Regions from separate parts of the Sus scrofa genome. Here region 2 is linked to region 1. Evidence: chromatin contacts called from public HiChIP or PLAC-seq data. All regions are on one chromosome and are shown on one strand. The core of a region is the stretch at or near the end of the contact, and the rest is flanking DNA. Distances in the headings are between cores, read along the strand shown. Region 1 overlaps RHOBTB3 (rho-related BTB domain-containing protein 3). Region 2 has its middle 23 kb from the start of GLRX.

Evidence for each region. HiChIP or PLAC-seq counts read pairs in DNA pulled down with a chosen protein or histone mark.
Region 2: a contact with region 1 is called in an H3K27ac HiChIP or PLAC-seq map of alveolar macrophages, with 4 times the contacts expected there. The contact joins two enhancer-like sites. A contact is called at or near these places in 1 of 5 promoter capture datasets (liver), 30 of 47 Hi-C or Micro-C datasets (alveolar macrophages, blood, brain and 15 more) and 2 of 2 datasets of contacts at active chromatin or transcription factors (alveolar macrophages and skeletal muscle).

What each region holds. Positions count from the first base shown.
Region 1 is chr2:102,378,974-102,384,366 of Sscrofa11.1, forward strand. RHOBTB3 (rho-related BTB domain-containing protein 3) reads left to right here. Exons shown (of 12, transcript XM_003354222.5): 9 at 1,143-1,316; 10 at 4,344-4,510. Among named protein-coding and RNA genes, the nearest start is that of RHOBTB3, 47 kb to the left of the region's middle. Within about 2 kb of position 2,373, at least 4 of the 83 cell types and tissues checked have an H3K27ac peak or open chromatin away from gene starts, as enhancers often do. A contact at or near this core is called in alveolar macrophages, where this site is marked.
Region 2 is chr2:102,457,666-102,463,058 of Sscrofa11.1, forward strand. No RefSeq gene overlaps it. Among named protein-coding and RNA genes, the nearest start is that of GLRX, 23 kb to the left of the region's middle. Within about 2 kb of position 3,301, at least 4 of the 83 cell types and tissues checked have an H3K27ac peak or open chromatin away from gene starts, as enhancers often do. A contact at or near this core is called in alveolar macrophages, where this site is marked.

The sequences.
Region 1 (5,393 bases), core at 1,123-3,622:
CTCCTTGAATGGGACATTTTTGTCACTTAAATTGGCTGTCATGCCCTCCAGCAGACTAAAAGTTTAGCTAATGCAAACCAAGGTAGCCCAGTCTTTCTTTCTCTTCTTTGTACCTCCGATACCAGATGTGGTGACTGGCATGTGATGGGTGCTTGATGATGATCTATTGACCTGATCTAGACTAAACCGAAGGCTGGCTGTGGGTTTGTGGTTTCCTGAATTAGTGGGAGTGGTGAGAACTGCTTCTCTACCCATGAACCCCAGGCCACGTGTGTCCCCAGTGCTGTGAGTTTAATGAGCTTCAGTGAGGGGTAGAGGCTGAATGGCCTTTAAAATTTTCCACAAGCAGATATTGTTCATATAGGAGAGAGAGGGTCAGGGTTGGAGTTCCCATTGCAGCAGAGACAAATCCGACTAATATCCAAGATGATGTGGGTTAGATCTCTGGCCTCAATCAGTGGGTCGGGGATCTGGTGTTGCTGTGGCTGTGGTGTAGGCTGGCAGCTGTAGCTCCAATTCAAGTTGACATCTAGCTTGGGAACTTCCATATGTTGCTGGTGAGGCCCTAAAAAGAAAAAAGCAGGGGACAAGACCATCCCCTTCCTTCTAGGTGTTCCCCTTGTGACAAGAGATTTCCTTGCTGTTTCTGCTGGGATCTGTGGGCTGCTTAGGCTGAGGATGGTTTGTTTTCCTGTTTCTGTTAAGGGGAAGCTTGACTAGGACTGTACTGTGAGTTTGGCTAAGAAGAGCAATGGCTGTATTTCCTTGGGAGGCACTTGGACAGGGCTGGGGGTGGTATTTCAAGCCAATCGGAAAGAATCAATGTTTTGTTATAAAACCATAAAGCAAAATACTTCATTCCAGTGTTTCTATCTTCAGGAAATAAAAACTGAGTAACGTATAATGGGCTGATCTGCGAATTATTGGTTTCAAAGTCAGCTTTTGAACTCTCTTAATTTTTCAATTTATTTGAACACTACAGAGTCTCTGAATTAATGCTGGTTGTCATGCCCACATTTGGTTTCTGAATATCAGCTTAGCTGTGCTTAATGCCATACCATTCTAATTAGAGGGAAAATTGGTAGGAAAATAACTGTGCCAGTTTGTCTCACTTGGCTTTGTTTCCCTTTTGAACCTTACAGGTACGACAGTACCAGCCCACCGGGCCATCCTGGTGGCCCGTTGTGAAGTGATGGCTGCCATGTTTAATGGGAACTACATGGAAGCAAAGAGTGTTCTGATTCCAGTCTATGGTGTTTCCAAAGAGACTTTCTTGTCATTCTTAGAATACCTGTACACAGACTCCTGTTGCCCAGGTCAGCCGTTAGAAACATTATATAGTATCTCACAATTCTTTCTTTTCTGATACCCCATTTTGAGAAATTGCTTTCTATGAAATCTGTTTTCGTTTAAGATTTTTGAGAATTGGGATTGTGCTAATAACGAGGTGATGTTGGGACAACAATGAGTTTTCAGTCAGTTCAAGTGAAGGAGCAGTGATTGGGTAACTCTTATGGCTCTCAGACCCTGGGATAAGTTCACATGTTCCAGCCAGTACCAATAGCATGGTGATCACTGTAGGCGCCCTGGAATGGAGGTGTCCCCGTGGTACCCAGCGGCTGCTCCAATTCTACAGACTGGAGCAGAGAGCTCCTTGGGACACTGTTCCTTTCACGAGGAAAGAGGTGGGCATCTGCTTTTATGGCTCTGACTTTTCTGAATGAGGCACTTTTAAGGACGTTCCATTTTTTATTTTTTATTTATTTATTTATTTTTTTGCTTTTTAAGGCTGCACCTGTGGCATATGGACTTTCCCAGGCTAGGGGTCGAATTGGAGCTGCAGCTGCTAGATTGTGCCGCAGCCACAGCCACAGCAACACGGGATCTGAGTCACATCTACTACCTACACCATAGCTTATGGCAACACCGGATCCTTAACCCACTGAGCAAGGCCGGGGGTCAAACCTGCACCCTTATGGATACTAGTCAGGTTTGTAACCTGCTGAGACACAAGGGGAAATCCCAAGTAATTTCAATATTCTGAGATTCCTTTAATCATCTCTGGCCCAAAGGATGTGGGGTTTTTTAAGACCTTTTTCTGATTTCTGCCAGAGTCAGACTCTCCTAAAGCTGACTTATTCAAAAACTTTTCCTAAGTGGTTTAGAATACCCAGTGAACTATAGGATTTATTCCCGTGTTCACGACTATTGACTAGAAACTGTGTATGGCAGCTACAGGTGGGAACAGGTCTTGCAGGTTTCCTGCAGCTGAAGGCACATGGGAGAAATTACAGAATCCTTTCATCAGACCTGGCTGGAGTCTTGGATGCAGGAATGCAGCTCCTTTAATCAGTCTTTATCCTTTGGCCACCAGATGGCTCCCACCGCAAACATAACTGGAATAAGCCCTTAGTCCAGGAGCCTGAGACCTTGATTGTACAACCTGGCCAGGCAGCTTGGCAAATACAAAAAGCAAGCACACATTTCAGACCATACCTCTGTTCAGGTTTACTGCTTTCATTTTAGATTTTTAAAGACTTCCAGTGTTTGTTCTTAAAATCTCCTAAGTTTTAAACAAGTCCTGAGCCCTCTAGTGAAAAGCTTCAGATGTTCTAAATCAGAAAATTCTTCTTTTAATTGGACTAATTCTGGTCTTGCGACTAGCTGTAGAGTATTTTGAAGCCAGTTACAGTTGTTCCTTTCAGTGTTAAGCCTGGCTTATCATTTCTACTTAATGAAAGCTTTGATTGTCATCAGAATAGGTGTTATTATGTATTTGATTATTTCAGTATTGGCAAATTTGTATATTAAATTTAAAAATTTGATCAGATTTGAAATCATAAGGAAATTTGGTTTCTCAATAATCCTCTCACTAGAGTAATTGGAGCTTTAAGTTTTATCTTGCTAATGAGAAAAACATACTCAGAAAAGCAATAATAACTATAAGACAAAACACTTTAAAAATTAGTAAATGGTGGAGTTCCCGTCGTGGCGCAGTGGTTAACCAATCCGACTAGGAACCATGAGGTTGCGGTTCGGTCCCTGCCCCTGCTCAGTGGGTTAACGATCCGGCGTTGCCGTGAGCTGTGGTGTAGGTTGCAGACGAGGCTCGGATCCCGCGTTGCTGTGGCTCTGGCGTAGGCCGGTGGCTACAACTCCGATTCAACCCCTAGCCTGGGAACCTCCATATGCCGCAGGAGCGGCCCAAGAAATAGCAACAACAACAAAAGACAAAAAAAAAAAAAATTAGTAAATGGTGAACGTATAGGGGGACATGAGTCAAAATGAGTAATCAAAAAGTTAAGCTGGATACTAGAATATTTGCATTGGGAAAATTGGAAAAAGGAAAGTAATCTATTCATTATGATATCATTCATGCCATTCTTGGTTCCTAACTACAAAAAGATGTAAGGAATCTAAGGAGGGACCAGAAAAAAATTACATGAAAATATCATACTTAGGGAAAAGTGTTAAACTAACAATCAGAGAAACCTGGGTGACCGGCAGGGTTGAGAGAAGAGGGAAATGGGGAGTTATTGCATAAAGGGTGCAGAGTTTCATTGGGGAAGAAGACAGTTTTGGAGAAGGTAGTGGTGATGGTTACACAACAATGTGAATGTACGTAATGCCACTGGATTTTACCCTTTAAAATGACCAATGATAAATTGTGTTCATTTTACCATAATAAAAACAAACATGCCTGGGGACTAAAGCCAGAAGAGGAAAAATGGCAAGAATTTAGTATAGCTAGGAGTTTCCATTGTGGCTCAGCGGTTAATGAACCCAGATCGCATCCATGAGGACGTGGATTCCATCCCTGGCTTCGCTTAGTGGGTTAAGTATCTGACATTGCCATGAGCTGTGGTGTAGGTCATAGATGTGGCTTGGATCCCACAGTGCTGTGGCTGTGGTGTAGGCTGGCAGCTATAGCTCCCATTGGATCCCTGGCTGGGAACCTCCATATGCCACAGGTATGGCCCTGAAAAAAAGCAAAAAAAAAAAAAAAAAAAGAATTTACTATAGCTAGCAGAAAGAAGTACCCATAGCCCTGGAGTGGATTATTAAGGGCAGTTGTGTAATCTCTTTCTTTGAAGAATTAAAAACAACAGCAGTGATGACAGACTGACTTCTGAGCTCGAAGGCTTGAATGAATTTGTTTTAAAATGGAGTAATAGTGTAGACTGCTGACTTATTCCTTCAAGGCTTTTTCTAGGTGTTCTATTCTACATTGGATCATGGAGTCAGCAATTTGGTTGGTTTTGTTTTTTGCTGTTGTTTTGTTTTTAGATGGTAAAAGAAATGGTTTTATTGTCCATTTTCTTTTATTTCTTTTCTTGCATCAGCTGGCATTTTCCAGGCAATGTGTCTCCTGATCTGTGCAGAGATGTACCAGGTATCCAGACTGCAGCACATCTGTGAGCTGTTCATCATTACACAGCTGCAAAGCATGCCAAGCAGGGAACTGGCATCGATGAACCTCGATATAGTTGATCTGCTCAAAAAAGCCAAGGTAATTGGCCCTATATCTGGTTGTTGGATTAAAAAAAAAAATTACAAAAATGATGTTACTGTAAAATTTTTTCTGTTTATTAAGAGATATATTAGTGCTTGTCTTAGTTTAGAAATTTGACTAAATGAGGTAAATGTGCCCTCACAGCAATTTCTGCTGTTAGGTAATTTCGAAGCATGGGGTTTTGGGGCCATCCCTTTCTAAGGAGGTAGGATTTACCAATATGGAATTTTCTCAACTGAAGGGTAGCTCTCATTAGAGTCAGTGCTGTATTGTTTCATATAGGCATTATAGGAAATAGAATTTACATTGAAATTCCCTCAGTTGTTTACCTCTTAAGGTTCCTGAAAGGAGAATAATGAGATTAGTCCATACATACTGATAGAGATGGTTAGGCTGAACTCATTTATCTGTTCATCCATACACTTATTTAGCCAACATGTTTTGAAGTTCTTCTGCTTGGTTGTAGGAGATATTGGTGTATTTCATCAGTTTTTTCAAACACCTTTTGTTGAAATGTCGCCTTGTATGAGGAGTTAGTCTATATTCCATTCCCTGCCCTAAGACAGTTTTAGGGCTTTGCAGTGGTCATAGCATTAAAGCTGAACCTTCTAAGTCTTTTTCACAGGAATATGTTTGATCCACCATTACAAACCATTAGGATTTTGTAAATATTATCTGGCATACAACGTATTGGCTGTTCCTATAAGCTCTTGCATCCAGAAGAGGAAGATATGACAAATTTGCCTTTATCCACATTGCTAAAACAGAGCCATATAATGGGGCAGAGGACAGACTCTGACAGCTAAAAGCTTGCCTCCAGGCTGAGATGAATTCATTAATCAGTATACCTACTTCTGAGCATGGAAGGGAATTCATTTAA
Region 2 (5,393 bases), core at 2,051-4,550, 80 kb after region 1:
CTGATTCGACCCCTAGCCTGGGAACTTCCATATGCCACGGGTGTGGCCCTAAATAAATAAATAAAACTATCAAAGTGCAGAACTATGTGTATAGGATAATCTCCTTTGTATGAATATAAAAATGTAGAGTATGAGACTTATATATGTGTGTGTTTATTTGCATATATTTGTATACGAATGAGATGTATATCTGTATATCCTAACATGAAAGATTTACAAGTGAAAAACATCAAATTTTAAAAGTTGCAAAGCAATATCCATTATCAAAAAAAAAATGAGAAATAAAAAATGATACATGTGGATGGATCCATGTACTATTTATGATGTAAATGCCCAGAAAGGGGGCTGGAAGGATGTATAGCAAACTGTGCACAGTGTGGCTTCTGAGGAGAGTGGTCTTGGGAGGGATGTTGCTGGTTTTCAGCCTTACTCCATAGACATCTGTATTATTTGAAACTTGTGCAATAAAGATGTATTCATGTATTATTCATGCAAGGGAAAAAAATAAGCGAAAAGATCAGAAAAGAAAACTATGTGGCTAACACTTGATACTCTCCTGGGAAATTAGAGAATTGGAGGGAGGTAAATGCAGACTTGAGGTGACACACCCCAAATTTACTAAGCCCAGCCTTGCTGGGAGCAGGGTAGCAGAGAGGGTCATGAAGGAGAAAGGGGACAGAGATGCCAGACCCAAGCCCTTCACTTCTGCAGACTGGGGGCTCACCAGAGAGCTATGAAGAGACTGAGCTTGAAAATCCATCTCAAGACACCATGATCCTTCAGCAGCTCTGGGGCAATGGGGATGGGAGACGCTTTTTCAAGGTCGCTGAGCAGTCATTTCCCTACACTTTTCAGGAGAAGATGAAATTTCAGGGCTTCCCCTTCGGCCTCTGGATTACCAAAAAATGGAACTATTTCTGGAGAAGAGAGATTGTCACCCTAGGCCTGGTGATGCCTGGTGCTAGAGCATGAGCTGCCTGGTGCCCTGCACCCTGGGCCAACACAAAGGGACAGGTGGTCGCCAAGGCCAGTCTGCAGATGACACAAACAGCAGATGATCAGAAACAGGGGCTGTTTTCTGAGAATGAAACTGTCATGTTCGTTCTCAGGAGCATGTGGCTGTTGGCGAAGAGACCCAGCCCTTGAGGCCCTTTTCGTGCTCGAGGTGATCGCGGCCTGACTGTGTCTGGAGTCCTGAGACCCACCAGGGGCGTGGCAGGCTGCGAACTTCGGAGACCTACAAGTCAGTCGTCTGTACCCTCACCAATAAATATTTGGGGAAAAGGGGTCTTCCTAAGCACAAACTTCAGAAATACTGGGGCAGAGGATGCTCATTAGGGGAGGTCAGGGGACCAACCACAGGACCAGGCCTGTCCTTTAATGGTAGGGCCGCCAGGGCCACCTGGAGTTACATCTCTTTTCTCAACCAGCCTGGCTGACCTTGATCTCTTGCTAGGGCTACTATGGCCCCTGGGCAAAGACAACACACAAATTCATGAAGTGTTCCATATTTTTGAGCTTTTGTAACCCAGTTTTCCTTCATGTTTTGCTTCAGAGAAACCAGACCAAAGGAAATATATTAAGGTCCTAGGGTTCCCGTAGTGGCTCAGCAGGTTAAGAACCTGACTAGTATCTTTGAGGATGTGGATTTGATCCCGGGCCTCACTCAGTGGGTTGAGGGTCCGGTGTTGTTGTGACTGTGGTCTAGGCCGGCAGCTATAGCTCTGATTCTACCCTTAGTTCTGATTCAAACTTTCATATGCCAAGGGTGCGGCCCTAAAAAGACTTAAAAAAAAAAAAAAAAAGGTCCTAAAAAACGCACAACCATTTCTTGAGAGGAGGGTATATAACAGAGGAGTGGGTGATAATTCCTGTGTGGTGTTTTCTCGGTGCAGGTCACTTCCCCTCCCTCCTCACAGGAAGAACAAGCAGAACTTTGTGTTCTAAGTTCCAGATTCCCTTGTCCTGGATGAGATAGGGGCCAGTGTCAGCTCTTTTCTCTTCTAGAATGCAAACCATAGTGTTGAAATGTAAGGAGGAGCTGGAGAGAGTGAGGGGATGGGGGCTGGGCTTTGAGGGGCGTGGGGGAGCGGCCTGGCTCTGGTGGCAGAGAGGGTGGTGGGTCTTGAGAAGCTGGGACCGTGTGCCTCTGGCTATCCAGCACCCTGAGCTGTGATACACCTGGGGTGAATTGAGTCATGAGTCTGTGGACACCTGGGGGTGAACGCTGTCTCAGGACCTGGTGGCCTGGCCTGCCCGGAGGAGGTGGAGGCCCCCTCACCAGCCTGCAGGTTGAGTTGGGGCTGGACATGGGCAGCTTCCTGGCTACCATGATGCACCCAAGGACCCTGGAAACTTTTATTTTATTTTATTTTTTTTAAGGACAGCACTGGTGGCATATGGGGGTTCCCAGGCTAGGGGTCGAATCGGAGCTACAGCTGCCAGCCTACGCCACAGCCACAGCAAGTCGGGATCTGAGTCACGTCTGCAACCTACACCACAGCTCACGGCAATGCCAGGTCCTTAACCCACTGAGTGAGGCCAGGGATTGAATCTGCAACCTCATGGATACTATTCGGGTTCATTAACCACTAAGCCACTACAGGAGCTCCACCCTGGAAATTTAGAACCTCAGAATTCTTTGCCATGCCCAGAGATTGGACGGGGACAGGATGCTGGGACTGAACTAGATTTCATTTTCTTTTCTTTCCTTCCTTCCTTCCTTTCATGGCTTGCACTCACGGCATATGGAAGTTCCTACACCACAGCCACTGCAATTCTGGATCTAAGCCGCATTTGTGACCTAAGCTGCAGCTTGTGGCAACACTGAGTGATGCCAGGGATTGAACCTGAATCCTCACGGACACTATGTCTCGTTGTTAACCCTCTGAGCCACAATGGGAACACCTAGATTTCATTTTCTTTAGAGAAATTAAGAAATGTGGTGATTCATAAGCTCTAGGGTAGTGAGGTTAATTCCCAGCGCACAGGGATTTGTTGGTAGATCATTGAGGAAAGGGGTTTCCACCAGTGGCTTTAGAGCAGGGGTAGAACTGAAGTGTGGTGTGTGGAGAAGGAAGAACAATGCCTGAACAGGTCCAGGAGAGCTGAAGGAGTAATAGGGGAGGATGGGCAGAGGCGCTCCTAGCAGCAGGTGTTCAAAAGGGACGTGAGGACCAGAACGCTCTGCCTTTTCCTGAGGGTGTGGATCCAAGCCCTCCTCTGCCTCCTCCAGGACCTCTTCAGTGAAACTGAAACTCCTCCCCCGGTGCTCTCCCATGGCTGGCTTCTCCTCCCCCTCCTTCCTCTTAGAAATGTTTTAAAGTAACTCTGGGTCACTGTTTTAAAAAAAATCACATGGGGTTCCCGTCATGGCACAGGAGAAACGAATCTGACTGGAACCATGAGGTTGCGGATTCAATCCCTGGGCTCACTCAGTGGGTTAAGGACCTGGTGTTACCATGAGCTGTGGTGTAGGTCGCAGATGCGGCTTGGATCCCGTGTTGCTGTGGCTGTGGTGTAGGCTGGCAGCTTCAGCTCCGATTTGACCCCTAGCCTGGGAACCTCCATATGCCACAGGAGCGGCCCTAAAAAGCAAAAAAAAAAAAAAAAAAAAAAAAAAAATCATATGAAAAGATACTTTGTCTTACTCTGGCCTCAAGTTCCTCTCCCCAGTGCAATCACAGTTCCTTGAATCCCTGGTTCTTGTTTCTGGAGATAGCTGTGTTTTTTTGTTGGTCAGCTTGTTTGTTTTTAGGGCCGCATCTATGGCATATGGATGTTCCCAGGCTAGGGGTCTAATTGGAGCTACTGCTGCCAACCTGTGCCACAGCCACAGCCACAGCCAGATCTAAGTCTGCAACCATAGCTCACGGCAATGCTGGATCTTTAACCCACTGAGTGAGGCCAGGGATTGAACCCTCAACCTCATGGTTCCTAGTCAGATTCTCGTTTCTGCTGTGCCACTACGGAAACTCCTGGAGATAGTTGTTTTTGTTTTTGTTTTTTCTTAAGCAGTAGCATATCTGCTCCTGGTTCTCCCTTTCCTTCGGTCACACAACAGTTTATCTAGAGTATATGGTGCACCAAGTCGTCTTTATAATGCTACTTAGTGTTCCATTTTATGAATGGACTATAACACATTTAACCAGTTTCCTGTGGTTGGAGTTGAGGCTTGTTTCAGTCTAGCAGGACTGTTACAAAGACTCCCCTTGTCCTGTAAGTGTGTGTGTGTGTGTGTGTGTGTGTGTGTCTACTTTCTGAGATCTCAGGGAACTCCCAGAGGAGAGCCGTGGTGTTGCAGAGACGGTGCAGGGGGACTCAGGAGCTGAAGTCAGAGGACCAAAAGAGATTAAATCCCAGGGAATGTTATTATTGGGGAACTCTGGGGCTTCTCCAGCAGGAGAATTGGAGATTTGAGGGATCATAAAGAGATCTCAAGAGTTCATCATCAGTTTCTCCCTCCTCTGAATCTCAGAAGTTGCTTGACAGTGTAAATCAACTATAATAGAAGAAATAACTAAAAAAGAGAAAGAAAAAAGAAAACAGTTCATCATTAAAAAAAAGAAGTCTCTGGAGTTCCCCTTGTGGCTCAGTGGAAATGAATCTTACCAGGAACCATGAGGTTGCAGGTTCGATCCCTGGCCTCGCTCAGTGGGTTAAGGATCCAGGGTTGCTGTGAGCTGTGGTGGAGGTCGAAGACATGGCTCGGATCTGGCATTGCTGTGGCTCTGGCTTGGGAACCTCCATATGCCATGGGAGTGGCCCTAAAAAGCAAAAAAAAAAAAAAAGAAAGAAAGAAATCCCTTTAGCTAACGTGCTCTAATGTGTCTGCAGCCAGGTTTTGAGAAGGAAAACTCATCTTTACAACCCCTGCACCACTCACACACCTGCCAGAAGATCTGACTGAATTGAGTATAGCTTATTTTTTGTGAAGAAACGTATAGCATCTTCTTCAGTGTTGCTGTTTTTTATTTTATTTTTTGCTTTTTAGGGCTACACCAGCAGCATATGGAAGCTCCCAGACTAGAGGTCTAATTGGAGCTGTAGCCGCCGGCCTACGCCTCAGCCACAGCACTGCCAGATCCGAGCCGCATCTGCGAATTACACCATAGCTCACGGCAACCCTGGATCCCTAACCCACTGAACGAAGCCAGTGATGAACCTGCAACCTCATGGTTCCTAATTGGATTCGTTTCCACTGCACCACAACAGGAACTCCAGTGTTGCTGTTTTTCTCTCTCAGTCTTCCGCAGAAAACTGCAGTCCTTGCAAAGACCTTCCATTTATTTTTGGGAATCAAAAGAAGGTGTTTCACATGCACTTAATAATAAGCCCTTTCCGTGGCTGCATGATGTCCCCAGTCCTTCTTACTTCCCCCCTGACTCTGGCTC